Regions from separate parts of the Mus musculus genome. Here region 1 is linked to region 2. The links are chromatin contacts, called in public HiChIP or PLAC-seq maps. All regions are on one chromosome and are shown on one strand. The core of a region is the stretch at or near the end of the contact, and the rest is flanking DNA. Distances in the headings are between cores, read along the strand shown.

The links. HiChIP or PLAC-seq counts read pairs in DNA pulled down with a chosen protein or histone mark.
Region 1: a contact with region 2 is called in an H3K4me3 HiChIP or PLAC-seq map of embryonic limb bud, with 3 times the contacts expected there. The contact joins the promoter of 2610307P16Rik here to the enhancer-like site in region 2. A contact is called at or near these places in 5 of 484 Hi-C or Micro-C datasets (liver, nephron progenitors, palatal mesenchyme and 1 more) and 7 of 115 datasets of contacts at active chromatin or transcription factors (craniofacial prominence, embryonic limb bud, embryonic midbrain and 3 more).

Annotation. Positions count from the first base shown.
Region 1 is chr13:28,882,439-28,887,237 of GRCm38.p6, forward strand. It overlaps 2610307P16Rik (RIKEN cDNA 2610307P16 gene), which reads right to left and starts at 2,984. Exons shown (of 8, transcript NR_045054.1): 1 at 2,706-2,984; 2 at 877-1,139.
Region 2 is chr13:28,696,664-28,701,534 of GRCm38.p6, forward strand. The region is part of intron 3 of 2610307P16Rik (RIKEN cDNA 2610307P16 gene); the gene reads right to left. Among named protein-coding and RNA genes, the nearest start is that of Mir6368, 12 kb to the right of the region's middle. Within about 2 kb of position 1,543, at least 49 of the 459 cell types and tissues checked have an H3K27ac peak or open chromatin away from gene starts, as enhancers often do. A contact at or near this core is called in craniofacial prominence, embryonic limb bud, nephron progenitors and 2 more, where this site is marked.

The DNA of each region.
Region 1 (4,799 bases), core at 1,734-4,233, 190 kb after region 2:
TTGTTTTATAGGTGATAGAAAAGAAGCGTGGAAGGGTTCCAGAGTCTAGTTTTACACAAATCCCAAACTCATTCTATTTTACTTATAATGAGATAAAAGTTTTTTCCAATTATTGTGTTTTTCTTGACCTAACTGAGTTTTCAGAGCAAGCTGCTTCAACAAGGGCAGGAAACACTGTAAGAAAGCAACTCTTTATGTTCCCATTGAGATGACGAGAATTCTTAGTTGCATTCCCAGATATGAACAGAAATTAATCGTAAGGTATTCAAAAGGGAATAAGAACTCTTGGGTATCTGCCATGAAGGTTAATCGAATCCTCCCTCGTGTCCTTTGGTTATGGCAAGGCCAAAGCTTCCATTCTAAGAGAACCCACTACACTTTGTATTGACAGTCTACCATTAGAAATGTATGTATTTGGGGGTCACTTCTGGATTTTGTTAACAAAATGAACTGTCAAGATGCATAATAATAATAATAACGACAACAACAACATAATGCAAGCCTGTTCTGTTAAAATAAAATATTCACGGTGGTATCTAAGGAGAAAATCAGCCACAAATAAAATAAGGTATGGCCTGTTGAACATATTGGACTCATTACTGACATAAAACATATATAACTCTACATAAATCAACATTCATTATACGTGCAGATATTGATGAATACGTGGTAAAAAAAAATCAATAAACTTTCATCAGATACTCCCAAATTATCATTCCACTTCAGAAACTATCTACAAAACACAGTCCCCAAGAAGGAAACATAAAGTCTTAAGTCACTTTAGGCGGGCAACAACTCAAAACAAGGAGACAGATCTCCAGTGGCATTAAGTATCAGGCCCAAAAGGAAGTGCTCGTGGGTGTCTAAGAAACATACCTTCTACAAGTAGAGAATTCTCGGGCATCACACTCCAATAATCCACATAAGGAAAGCCTTGTCGAAAATCCCAGCAATTTAACTGAAGAAACTCTAAATGAAGAAGTTGATGCTACTTTGTCCAGTGCTAACTTGCAGCGGTCCTGGCATCTTCATGCTAGCGGCTGGTAGGTATATATCCAGTAAGAGAAATTCGAAGGCATTTCAGTAGAAGTACTCCTGCTAAGTGGGTGACATGACTCTTGGAGTCGCTGGTATGACACCTATACAATTAGAATGTATTAAGGTTAGTTGTCGGGACAGTCTATACACTCCCTCCCTAAAAGAATAACTGTCGTCTTAATTCCTTTCAGTCTTTGACATAAAGATTCAAAGCTCCCCGGCTCTGGCACCTTGCAGAATGCTAACTCTCAGAAGTTAATGCATTGTTTGGATGCTTCCTAGAGTCACCCGCAGTAGGATGAGTTCTGTGTTTGACTTGTCTTGTTAAAAAGTGTCTCCAGGAGCTTGAAGAACACCTCCAGCATTTGGAAACACAGAAGAGGGTGGAGAAGGTGATAAATTACCTTGGTATTTGGACGGAGCCCACAAACATACCTGAAGACCATGAGCCGGGTTTTGTGTTGCAGAATCAAGATAAAGTCATATTTAAAGGCATCCGACAGATAAAGCCAACCTCTGTCCTTTGGACCCTAACTTAGATCTCTAAGTTATCTTTTTTTGTTGTTGTTGTTTAATGAACGCAAGTGGCTGGTAGAGATAAACAACTTTTGGAACGAAGTAGAAAAACAGCAAAAGATAGTTCATATAAAGTGAAGATATTGACTTACTGAGCAAGAACCAATGCAGAAGCATTCCGAAGTTAGGGGACTTGGGAAACAAAGTTAGGAAGCCGCCCTTCACCGCTATCTGGAGGGAACCTCGCTGCTTCCCCGCTGAACAGAGACGAAAAGCCGCCGCTCTTTTGGGCGGGTGTGGCCGATAGAAACAAAAGGTTAAAACACAAAAGGCGGGGCGGAGGGCTAGGTCAGGGGAGCTCGGCAGGCTCGTGGTTCCCTTCCTATTCAGACTGGCTGAGATAGGCCCGGGGGTCGCCAACACCTAAGAGAGGATGGATCCCGACGAGGACAGCAATAGGTCATTCTGGGTGGGTCATTAAACTGAACCAAACCACGGAGGTGAGGGGAGCGGACTCTTAACTAATGGTCCAGGCCCCATCAGCTTCATCTGCGCAGCTCTTGACAGTCTGGAACCTGTGGCTTCCTCAACTGGACCCCAGCCCCCAAAAACTTCCCGGACTCCTATTAATTTGCTGGAACTCCCTTACCACCCAAACCCTGTCTACATTCTATTGTTGCACGCTTCGTGTCTCCAGAGCGCTCCAGAGACAGTGAAGTTTGAAAACGCGTGAGGAAATGACCCCCACCTCTGCATCTTTCTTTTTTTGTGACCAAAGTCAGAGCTTATGTGTGGGTGAGCCTGATCTAATTCCCATTCTTATCAGAACGTTTTCCTCCAATCTACACACAACCGGGGAAAAGCGAGGCAGTATCCAGTTTGGATGCCCTTCTTCTTAGCCCCTCACCACCCCTAAAGAAGAAGCACAAGAGATGAAGGCGTTTAAAATAAACAAAACAATCTGTGCGAGAGTTTAAAAGAACAAAAGAAAAGGAGAACCGGGAAAAGAGATACAATTAAAAAATAATAATAAAAGACAAGAAACAGAAAGAAACAGTCAAACTTGGCTGCTAGATCTATGACTTTGCCCTCGGAAGGGCTGGGAGCAGGGGGACCTGAGGGAAGCAGGACAAACAGGACAAGTCACTCACCTTCTCCCTCCACTTCGTCGCACTTTGAAGGGACATTGTTTCCATTGTTGCAGCCTGCGAGGCGCTAGGATACTTTTGCGCAGCCTGACAGCGGAGAAAGTCGCGTTGACAAAGTTGCGAGAAAGAGATACTCGGGCGTCCAGGGAGCTGGAGAAGGAGTTCATCAGAGTTTCCCCTTTTGTTCCAAGTCCCAGAGCAGACAAAGAGGCGGAGAGCCGCGGCAGGTTTCTCCCTCTCACCCCTTCCTCCTCTCTCCCTCCCCTCCCTCCCCGCCCCCTCCCTCTCCCCGCATCTCCCGCCCGACTCTAAGCCTTGGTGCGCAGCTCCGGCTGCTCTGTCCCCAAGACCAGCAACTCAGTCCCGACCCTCTCTCCTTCCATCTCCCCGAAAACTTTGCCCAGAAGATGCGGGTCTTGGTCCCTTCTCACACCCTTTGAACACCCAGCTTCCAGTCCGCGCTCTCACGCCCGGGGAAATCTCCAAACTCATTGTTTCCGGGAGATGCACCTCTTTGTTTGCACTTTCCCTGCCAATCAGGGAGAGGAGCGGTTCACTTTGGCAATGAGTTTCTGCCATTTCTCAGCATCCCAAGAGATGTAATATGAAGGAGCCAGTCAACCCTTTAAGGTAAGAGGTACAATCATAGGTAGGGCTCACAGATGCCTCTCCATCCATGACCCTCCATCCTATGTACCCTCTTCCAACCAACAGCCTGGAAGAATTCAAAGAAGTTCTAAGTGATGGAAAAGTCTCTTCTCCCTCCCTCATCAGTGCCCACACAGGACCCTAGGGGAAAACCCTCAAATCTGCATGGCAGAGGCCACTAAGTATCCCACAGGGACCTACACCTTGCCCTTGTAGGTTACCTGTTGCTGCTGGTACTATGCCACTCATGGGGGGTGGGGGGGGGCCTGAACAGAGACCACCGGCTCAAACCTCAGAGAACTTCCTCTTATCTCCAACTATATTAACAAGACTCTCAGGTTAACATGGCTCCTTCCCAAACCTACTGTTCCTTCCTAGTTCCCTTCCTTTCACAGCTACAGGGTCTTCCTCCTTCACTTCTAACTCCCCATCCTCTTCCCTCCCCCACCTTCTGGTCCTGGGCAAGCCAGGTGTCTTCCTTGTCTGGGAGTCTCTCAGTCTTTCTTAGAGCCTTCTGAAAATCATCCATCAGTTCCAGAACTGGGGTCCCCACTTTACACCGCAGCATTCAGCTCTCATCCCAACATGGTTTCCCCCCACCCCAGGAACTCAAAGCTGCACCAATTTCCTTTCTAGATCTCACCAGAATAGAAGAAAAGCAGGAAGGTGGGAGAAGGTAGAGGGACACGCAGCCTTTTATATTCAGTCTTCAGGGCAAAGGGGGTTTAAAAAAAAACACTCAAACATTCCAAAGCAAATATTCAACCTCCTGCTGGTGTCCACGCACCTTATATACTCTTTCTCCAAATCTAGACAGGGAAGACCCAATGAGTTGTTAAATGTGAGGGTAAAGAGATGGGGTGAAAGGGGGCATAGGGAGCTGTATTCCTGGCTAGGATTAAAGATGCGAAGAGGGGGTAGGAAGGGAACCTTGCTGGGTCTGGAATGTCATGGGTGTGGATCATAACAAGCACCCTTCCAGTGCTTGCCAAGTCTCTCCCCTAGGGGAGAACAAAGACTCTGTGAGAGGGCTTCCGTTCTGATCTCCTGGGGTCTGCACTGGGCCCAGTGTTCCTCTGTCAGACTGCCAGAGCGCGCACTCCGCTAGCTGTCTGAAACTTTGTAACCAACTTCCTCCGAATTAGCGCTCAAGGTTTGCTGGCCCAAAGAAACCTAGACAATAACATCCCAGAAACAGAGATGCGCTCTCCAAGGTCGGTCCTCCAACCTTGCTAGGTGCCGGTTCCCACCCGAATGCTGGACTGCCCTCTGCCAAAAGGCAAGCAGAGCACACTCAATCCATTAGTTCCTTTAAAAGCAGTTTCTTAAGTTGAGGACCCTGCTGGGTCTGGAATGTCGGGGGGGGGGGGGGGGGACAGAGTTAGGTAGAAGCAACTACTGGAAAATGTAGCAAAGTAATAAAGGATCCACAGGGAAGGGCAAGGACAA
Region 2 (4,871 bases), core at 293-2,792:
CTTCAAAATGGCATGTCACCACTCCAGATGCTAAAATGAAGTGTAGATAAACTTCAAAAGACTCCGAAACAAAGCATGCATTTACGCACCTAAACCTACAGATGGTTCACATTCCTAAGGAATGTTCCTCATTTAATCTCATAGAAACTGTTTCTTAAACAGGAATTAGGTTTCCAGGCTAACGTACAAAAATAATTTTTCTTTCAATTTTCTTATATGCTTGAAGTAATTGATAGTAAACTGTATTTGAGAAAACAAGAAAAGAAGAACTAAGTGCCTGGGTCAGAAAGAAGAGAGAGAAGCTAGGGGTACGGGGTACTGTACAGAGAGGGAGCCAGTTGAAACTGCTTGAGGGTTAGCCCTCTGCTTCCATGCTCTTCAGCAATGCCAGTCCACAGGGGAACTGTGGCAGAGAGCTTACAATTCCACTTGCCCCTATCTCTCACAGGCTTAATAAAGCCAAATTGCACTGAGGCCTACGCAGCAGGCAATAAGGAACCTCTGAGGCTGTGGGGAGAAAGAAGACATGGAAAAACAACCCGATTCCTGAAGTTAAAAGGCTTCAGGCAGCCCCAACTCAAAGTCAGCCACACAGAACCCTTTAGGAAAGCAGGCTCAAGTACCAACAAGCAACGCCAGTCCTACAGATGGTTGAGACATGCTTCCAGGAAATGGAACACAGTTTCTCTATGAACCATCAGAACACCAAAGAAGGCTGGACATAAGGGCATCTTGCATGCTTCACTAAGAGACACAGTTTCCAGAACCTCACGTTAGATACCTAGATCCCATTACCTACCTTGACACATTCTGTCCTAGATTAAGGCCCTGAAAAAGAATCCTATGCCAAACACTGAAAACTCCTGATTTCCTAAGGCACAGAGATTACACAGGGCTAGTCCATTTAAGTTGTAATACTGACCAAATTTACTGAAAGCATAGCCCTGGCTGGCCTGAAACCCACTTTGCAGACCAGTGAAGAGCTGTGTTCTTAAAAGGGAACAGAATTCACTTAAGTCAAAAATCAACCCCTCCCTCCGAGTGCTCAAATGAGGCCCAACCTGGAGCTTTCCCATGTGTATCACTGGGCTCCAGCCCTTCAGTTCCCGGCTCACAAAGGAGACGAGTTCAAAGAAGCTGGAGGGAGGAGAAAACTGAACATAGAGCTAGAACAGCCAAGCTAACCCTGGGTGGTAATGATATCCCCCTAGGCACCCAGTTCTCAGACCACAAGGGGTGATGATTTACCACGTGCTATGGAAGCAGGCTTGGGACTCGGGCTGACATGATGAGTTAATTCAGCTGGAGAAACCATCCACATCTGTGCGGGTATTCTGAAGTCCCGTGGCCCCCGCAGATCTCCAGATAACCAGGGAAGCTGTGTGGCATTCCAGAAAGGCACTGGGCTGAATCGCAAAGCCCTGGATTTCTGTGCTGCCTCCACCGGCTCATCCCCCGGGAAAGGGCAAACCACTCTCTCCTGGGGACTAAGGCTCCTCATCTGTAAAACTGAGAGCAGATGCTTGCCTCTCTTCTAGCACAGAGCTCTAACTATCATGGAAAGAGAAATTTAATACTATTTCTATGCCCTCCCCTGCCTGCCCCTGAATGCCGGGGGAGCCTCCATGATATCTGAGCCAATACGTCCAGGGCTTTTAAGAAGATTTGCTGCAGTGATAATAACCATGCAAATATGTGAACAGCACTACTCTTAGAACCATGTCAAAAATACCAATTTTAAAAGGTCAAACAGACGGAAAAGGCCAGGCATGTATCACTGGGCCTGCCCAAGACTGGGCTTGTCAATAGCCAATCAAGGATGGGGAGCCATTCAGGGTGCCCTCCCCCTCCCTGCTTAACTACTGCAATCTATGCGCTCTGGGGGAGGGGCCCTTATTGCTTTCAGTTGCATATGAATTGATGAGCTTCTTGGGCTCTGAAACATAGTTCCAACAACATGGTCACACAGACAGACAGCTCTGGTTAAAATCAGAGGATAGCAAAACAAAAAGGCATATAGGTGTGAAAGGGAAGAAGGTGACAAAAGAGGGAAGGATAAGAGGAAACAAAAGAGTAAACAAAAAGCACTGTGTTCACATCCAGTCAAAACTGGAAAAAAAAATAAGTTTCTAATTAAAGAAAAAAAGGAAAAATAAAAAATTAAAATTAAAAAAAAAAAAGGCCAGTTATGGCGGCTCACCTATGAGGTGGTAATCCCAATAATCTTAAAGCTAAGGCAGGAGGATGATTTTTGAACTTGAGGCCAGTATGGACTATACAGCTAGACTCTGGAAAAGAGACAAAAATGAAAATACACACACATGCACTCATGCACACAGCTTGAGGGGTGGCTGAGAATAGATGTAGCTCAGTGGTAGAGTGTTCATCATGCTTAAATCATGCTAAATTCTTGGTTTAATCCCTAGAAGCCCCCTCCCCCAAGTCCCCACACCCAGAAAAGAAATCACAGTTATTTAGCTGAACATGTCGGTTCCTATCTGTAATCCCAGAATTTAGGAGGCTGAGTCAGATAGATTACTGCAAATTTCAAGCCAATTTGGACTATGCAGTAAATTCTAGCCTCTGATACAGTGTGAGACCTGGTTATTTAAAAAAAGAAGTAGGTGGCCAGGCAGTAGTGGCTCCCGCCTTTAATCCCAACACTTGGGAGGCAGAGACAGGTGAATTTCTGAGTTCAAGGCCAGCCTGGTCTACAGAGTGAGTTCCAGGACAGCCAGGGCTACACAGAGAAACCCTGTCTCGAGAAAGAAAAAAAAAAAAAAATAGGGCATACCTATAATCCCTCAGGAATTGGAAGAGGATTAAGTAGGGAGATCAAAGGTTCAAGGTCAGTCTCCACTAAAAGGGGAGTTTGAGGCTAGCCTCGGCTATATGAGACCGCTCTCCCCTCCAAGCCAAAAGTCAGCAGCCAAGTCTCACACTGCAGTAGGAGGAGCATCACAGAACCACACAGATACTGCTACAGGTACAAGGACGTTGCACCACAGCTTGGATTCCTCCTCCCACTGCACCCTCTGGCAGAGAACTCCCAGAAAGATAGCTTTATTCCACCTGGCCAGCCACTTGGTCGAGAACCCCATTCCACTGTAGTGTAGGAACCTGTGTGTATGCTATACTCATACCTCCCTCACAGGCTCCAGTAGCTTAAGGGCAAGGAATAAGTCCATCTCTATATTAGGATGGCATTTAATGAGGTGACTCAATACCTGTTAAGCAATAAACACATCAGTCTGCAAGGAGCCTGAGGTGTGGCCTGTTGCTGTTCCAGCTCTGCCACTGAGTCCTTTAATCTTCTGAGTGGGTGGGAACTGTCCTAGGATGCCCTCCCTCCAGGTCTCCTCACCCTCCTTTTCCTTTATCTCATTCTGCCTCCGCTTGGGTTTGAACTTGCCCTTGGGATGATGCACCAATGAATGCAGCTCTTTCCTCTGCCTTCCAACCCGGAAGGACATGGTTCTATGCTGAGTGCACAGTCTCACATTCCCATTGATGGCCTATAGAAAGCCACTGCACATTCTTTTTCAAGTCCTTACTTTGTACCGTTTAAATCAAACTAGTCTTTTCAGCTCCAAAGAAAATAGGCAATTGGCCAAGATTAGGTCACAGCCCTAGCAATCTGAGCAGGAATATCTTACACTCCATGAAGAGGGTACCTGGAGTTTATCAAAACTCAAGAAATGCACTTGGTGGAAAATTGAGTCTCCATCTGGAGAACCACTTGGTCCTGCAAAGGACAATTACAGCGAGGGTCTGCCCAGAATCAGTACCTCCTCCTGCTCTGGTGTCTAAACTGAAAGCAATGTCCCTTGCTTCAAAAGCTAACTAACTAACTACCCTCCCGCTCCTTTTGCCCTGTGATTCCTAACAGTGTTCCCTAGGATTGGTCTGCTCCCAAAACTTAAAAGCAGCCAGGAAGAATGAGATTTAACAAGTTTTATGTGGTATGCCTCAACTGCCAACTCTTTCACTCAAGCCCTAATCCCCCTTTAAAATCTCAACAGAGATGGGGGGTGGGGGGATTATATGCTCGATAAAACCCTAGGGTGCTCAAACATGAAATCCTGCGTCCACTTCTCACAGCTCTCAGCAAAACATTAAGGGAAATGTTCGGTATCCCTTTGTGAAGTAGCTTTTTAAGAAGCTGTGTTGAGTTGGTATGGTTTGATGTCTAGAGTCTTCCTTAAGCAAATAAGAAGTCCAGAGTCTCCTTCAACTCAATAGTTAAGCACACATCTTGGTATTAATTTGTCTGTCTTTTATGTGTCCCGGGAGCTGCCCTACACACTGTGGACAATGGGAACCCCATTCTTAAAGTGAAAACATTTCCATTTGTGTACAAAGAGACCATGTGTATCACAAACAAACCTCTTACATTAAACCCTAAAAGCTTGAGAATCTTTTCTTCTCAGATAGGACTCACATTGCCCACAGTGTGAGCAGCTCTACAAACCTAACACTGAGAGAATTTCCACATGCAGATCACATACCTGAAAATACTTGTAGCTTGATGTGGATGGAGGCTAACTCTTTAATGTCATCATGACATAGAGAAGAGAATCTGTGAAAATGTTGTGTTATTACCAGCTCAGCAGACAGCAGGAACAGTTTGACTTTACTCTCTTTGGAGTTCCTGCAGTGGTTTGAACAGGTATGGCCCTCTCAGACTCCAGTGTTTAAATGCTTGGACCATGGGGAGTGGCACTATTAGGATATGTGGCCTTGTTGGAGAAAGTAGTAACCCTGGGGACAGGCTTTGAGGTCTCCTCTATGCTCAAGCTCCACCCAATGTGGAACAGAGTCTCCTGGCTGCCTGTGGATCAAGATAATAGAACTCTCAGCTCCTTCTCCAC